Linked DNA regions of Mus musculus: region 2 is linked to region 1. The links are chromatin contacts, called in public HiCAR-type maps. All regions are on one chromosome and are shown on one strand. Each heading gives the region's core, a stretch centred on a gene start, on an enhancer-like site or on the middle of the called end of the contact. The rest is flanking DNA. Distances are from core to core; before and after follow the strand shown.

Evidence for each region. HiCAR-type assays count read pairs that join an accessible place to other places.
Region 2: a contact with region 1 is called in a HiCAR-type map of embryonic stem cells, with 2.6 times the contacts expected there. The contact joins the promoter of Platr4 here to the enhancer-like site in region 1.

The regions. Positions count from the first base shown.
Region 1 is chr3:41,098,386-41,101,085 of GRCm38.p6, reverse strand. No RefSeq gene overlaps it. Among named protein-coding and RNA genes, the nearest start is that of Pgrmc2, 17 kb to the right of the region's middle. Within about 2 kb of position 1,270, at least 9 of the 459 cell types and tissues checked have an H3K27ac peak or open chromatin away from gene starts, as enhancers often do. A contact at or near this core is called in embryonic stem cells, where this site is marked.
Region 2 is chr3:41,491,917-41,494,616 of GRCm38.p6, reverse strand. Platr4 (pluripotency associated transcript 4) reads left to right here and starts at 1,418. Exons shown (of 2, transcript NR_040385.1): 1 at 1,418-1,529.

The DNA.
Region 1 (2,700 bases), core at 21-2,520:
AAGGTACTTGAAGACTGAATCCAGCACCTTGTATGTTCTAGGCAAGCACTCAACCAACGCAATCACATCCCCAACCCAAGCTGTCCTTCTTTTTATGTAAACTTTACCCCTGAGGATTTTCTTACAGTAACAGAAAGCTAACACAGCACATGGAAATACTTAACTAAAAATACTAAGTCGGGGTGGGGGAGACCTAAGCATTTCAAGAACTACATAAGTAATAATTTACATTTATGTAAATTAACACTCATGCCTCAATAAAACTTTAGGATCTTTATTCTTTTAAAAGCTCTTATTTTGAGACAATTTCAAACTATGAAAATGTTGATGTATTCCCAGCATGGAAAAATACTTTATGGCATATAAAAAAATAAATGACTATTAAAGTAGCAGCAGGAATTTTGGAAAATGTAAAATATGCCATATAAGTCTCTGAAATAAAGGGAGAGGAAGGTTGCAGTTGAGGGTCTTAAAAACCAAGATGGACAGGTGAGGCCAGCTCCCTGGGCACATCCTAGGGGTGGCTTCAGGCTCTGCCATTTTGTTTACACCTGGACTGAAGCCAGGGCTTCTGGAAATTGGCCCCTTCTCCCCAAGATAGCAGGGCACTTGGACAGAAATGCACAGTTGGAACGACCTTATGGATCTTTTACATTTTTTGATAAGTGAGAATCATAAATGCCTGACTGCTGGCTTAGGGGACTTATCACCAAGAGGTCATGAGGCTCTTGTTAAGAGAGTGGATATGATATCAGAGGGCTGGACTCCAGCCCCGTGACTGTGAGGACAGTCAGGATTAAGCAACAGAAATGGCAGAGAAAAGTAGAGACAGAGATCCCCTAAAGACATAATGACAGAGCCTCACTGCTCTGTAGTCCTGTACTGGACAGACAGATGCTGTTGCCTGCAGATCCTCCAACAGCCATGGAGGCTGAGCTCATGCTATCTTATGCTACATTTTCCTGTGTGACACAGCTCACTAAAGGATACCTACTTCCGGGGCCTTAAAACAAACAACAATGAAGGGTCTCAGGTACCCAAGAGCATTCTCAAACTCACTATGTAGCAGAGAATGGCCTTGAACTTCTGATGTTAGCAGTCCACCACCCAAGGGTCAGAATTACAGGTACCTTGCAGTACACACCTGTTTTAAGCAATGTTGCTGTTTGAACCAAGGTCTCCTGCACAGGAGGTGAGCACCCTACTGAGACACACACCTGGCCTCTATTGGGCCCTTTCTAATGGAGACATCTCCATGAAAAAGAAGGGCATGTGCCCTGCCTAATGCAAGATGGAAAAGCTGAACAGTTTGTTCCTCCAAAAGCTTAAGAGTGGAAGGCCTGGAATCTGGGCCAACAATCAGAGACGTCCCTTTTCTTCCTTCCTCATTTTCTTTCTATTTTATGTTTCAAGGAACTCCCAGAGGATGGCAGGACCCCTCTCTTGACAGCTTTGCAGATGAAACTTCTTTCCATTTGAAAGGTTTTACATTGTCACTTGCCTGGTGTGGAGCACATCTGTAATCAGAGCACTCAGGGGACTAGGGTAGGAGGATTGCCGTGAGTACCAGGCCCAGGCCGGCCACTGAAGAAACTGAAGGAAGGAAGAGGTCAAATTAAAAACAGAATTCCCATGTGTATTTTGGTCTGAGATTTAATATTCTTTATATTGAAGTTAATTACTGATTTAACCTTTACATCTAATAATAAAAAAATGAATGTTTGAGTTCTAAAATTTACCATCTACCATCTGAATCAGAGTTCTCTAAACCCTCATCCAGAATTCTGTTTTTTTAATTCATTATTAGTGGTGTGTGTGTGTGTGTGCGCGCAGATACATGCTCACATGAAGGCCAAAGGGCAACTTTGGGGTTTTTGCTCCCAATTCCATAGCATGGTCTTCAGATACCAAAACTTCTTGCTAAATACAGTCTGAAATCATCTGCAGGATGCTGTGGCCAGCATCTCCATTCAGCCTCAACTCTCTGTCTCTGTCTGTCTGTCTGTCTATCTGTCTATTTATCTATCTATCTCTATTTCTCTGTAGAACAAGCTAATCTAGAACTCACTATGTAGCCCAAGCTAGCTTCAAACCCTTCATCCTCTGGTTTGAGTCTCCCAGGTGCTGTAGTGTGTCTCCATGCCAAGTGCTCAATGCTCTTTACCAGCTAGCTCTCAACAAGGACTGGATATCTTTTGAAGACAAGGTCCAAAGAATATTTATCTTTAAAACCCCACGCCCGGAAGAGTGACTGGCTAGGAGTAAGAAGATATAGTACAATGGGGGCTGGAGAGCTGATGACCTAATGGCTAAGAGAATGAATTGCTTTTATAGAGGACCTGAATTCACTTCCTAGCACCCAAGCTGGGCAGTTCATAACCACCTGTAACTCCAGCTCCAGGGGACCCAACACCCTCCTCTGGCTTCTGAGGACCCCTGCAAACACATGCATATAGTCACAACTACACACACACATAATTTAAAATAAAACATTTTTAAAAAGATGTTGAAGTAAGATGCCTAGGGAAGATGCCAGAATTAAAACATTCATGAGTCTCATGCCCAAGCTAATATTATTTATCCCACCATTTTTATATAATTAGTATTACTATAATTATCCTGGTTTACAACCTAATAGATAGTTAGATGAATTGTTCTATGTGCAGGCTTTGCTTTCTGCTCAATAGCTCTGAGTTAAAT
Region 2 (2,700 bases), core at 169-2,668, 390 kb before region 1:
TATTTTACTGTGAAAAACTAAAATCAACACATATAAATAAAAACACTAGAAAAAAATGAAGGTGAAGAGAAATAACGTCACAGAAAAATCATTCAAAGAATGCAGGATTTATTTCTGTTAAAGAGGCAAGAGAATGATTTTTTTCCTAAATTGAAATGGCCAATTGTTCCACAAGAAGAAAGAGAAGTGTAAGACAGGACCTGAATGTGTATTTTCATGGGCTCAAAGAAGGTGACTGAGATTGAATGGATTTATTTATAACGTTTTATTTATTTTATTTTATTTTTCATTTATTTTATTATTATATATTTTCTTTATTTACATTTAAAATGTTATTCCCTTTCCTCATTTCCCCTCTGAAAACCCCCTATTCTATCCCCCCTCACTGCTCACCAACCCACCTACTCCAGCTTCCTTGTCCTGGCATTCCCCTACACTGGGACATGGAGCCTTCACAGGACCAAGGACCTCTCCTCTCATTGATGTCACATAAGGTTTTTTTTTAATCTATCTATCTATCTATCTATCTATCTATCTATCTATCTATCTATCTATCTATCTATCTATCTATCTATCTAATGTTTTTTTCGAGACAGAGTTTCTCTGTGTAGTCCCGGAAATCCGCCTGCCTCTGCCTCCCAAGTGCTGGGATTAAAGGGGTGCGCCACCACCGTCTAGCAAGGTTTTATTTTTAAAGGGAAAAATTTCACCAAACAATGGTGAAAATGCACCACAGAGGCACAGGGCTGTGAACAAAAGCAGAATTTGATTTTCTTTAAGTTGATGGCTTCTTAAGTCTTGCAGTGATAAAATGCTCGGACGGAAGCAACATGGAGGAGACAGGGTTTGTTCTAGCACACAGCTCTGGTGTGGAACTGTGTGGAGAAGCCACAGAGGCGGGAGTTTGCGATAACATTGTATCTGCAGTCAAGAGCGGACTGCACCGAAGGCTTGCTCACATGATTGAGGTCAGATTGCGTTCTCCACTCTTACACTACCCAGAATCCCCTTCCCAAGGACTAGTGCCACTGCAATGGGCAAGTTCCCCACCTCAATAAAGATAACCCTACATCATATTTTACAGGTAAGCATTGATATAAATATTTCAGAAATTACATGATAATCCATAGATAATTAATTTTCTCATTGCTCATTATATATTCACTTTCATACTACCAACCGTAATTTTAGTTTTGGAGTTGTTATGTTAAAATTGTGTGCATAGCTTGACACATGCCTGTTGGGAATTGGTTCTAATGCTTTGAATTAATTCAGTCCCCTAAATCGGGAATCTGCAGGGCCAAACCCTGAAGGTCCTTGTTCTCAATTGGCTTTTGGTCGATCAATATAGAACCAATAGCCAATGGCTGGGCAGGTAGACTGAGGCGGGACTTGGAGGCAAGCCGGGAGAGAGGGAGGAGAAAGAGATCGCCATGATGGGGAAGAAGGAAGAGGAGACCTAAAGGCCAGCTGACATGTGAGAATCAGGGAAAGTGGCCACACGGGCCACTTCCACAGCTGTGTTTGAGGTAGCAGAGATAAAATAGAGATTTTAAAAGATGTTTACTCGGGAGTAACAGAGGGGATTGTTTGCTAGCTGCGGGAAGGATTAGAACTGCCCAGCCTTTGGGCTAGTAAAGGTGTATTAAAAGTAACTGGTGTGTGTGGGGAGGGTGGGGTGAAGCGAGCACATGTGACCATCCGGGAGCAACGTGGTTAGCCAAAGTACCGCTACACATGCCTGTTTGTGGTCCTAGAATTTGGAAAGGGGGAGGGAGCTTGAAAAGTTAGATATCAATGCTCTCTCTCTCTCTCTCTCTCTCTCTCTCTCTCTCTCTCTGTGTGTGTGTGTGTGTGTGTGTGTGTATAGAACCCGTTTTTAATCCCAGCACTCAAGAGGCAGAAGCAGAGGGAGGTGGTCTCTGAATTTGAGGCCAGCCTGGTTTACACAATATATTCCAGGTCAGCCAGAGCTACAAAAATCATCTTGAAAACCCTAAAGAGGTCTGGTGAGATGGCTTAGTGGTTGGGAGCACTGACTGCTCTTCCAGGGGTCCTGAGTTCAATTCCCACCAACCACATGGTGGCTTACTGTAATGGGATCCAGTGCCCTCTTCTGGGGTGTCTGAAGACGGCAACTGTGTACTCACATGCATACAAATACATAAATAAATAAATTGTTTAAAAAGTTGACTATATATAAAAAAAGGGGGGGGGAGAAATCCTAAGGAAAAAAGAAAAAAGAAAAGAAAAATTTGAGGTCAGTTTGAAAACCCTCTTAAAGAAGATTAGGGGAAAAAAAGTAAACAAAGGCTGGGGGTGTAGTTTGGTTGGTACAGTGCTGGCCAGCAGCCAGAATGTCCTGGATTCAGCTAATCTTTTGGTTGCCAAAACCAGGCATGGTGAAAGAGCTCTAGCCAGCAGCCATGGGTGTGGGAGGATCAGAAGTTCAAGGTCATTCGCAGACTTCGTGGAGAGTTTGAGGCTACTCTGGGCTTTAAGAGACCCTGACCCTGTCTCAAAATAAACAAAAGAGAAATATCAAAAAATAAAATATTTCAGAGAAATAACTAAGTTTCTTATAAAAATTAATTCATACATCTTATGCATATGAATATTTTGTATGTACGTCTATTTGTCACATTCTTGCTTGGTGCCCCAGAAGGCCAGAAGAGTTCATCAGATCCTCGGGATCTGGAG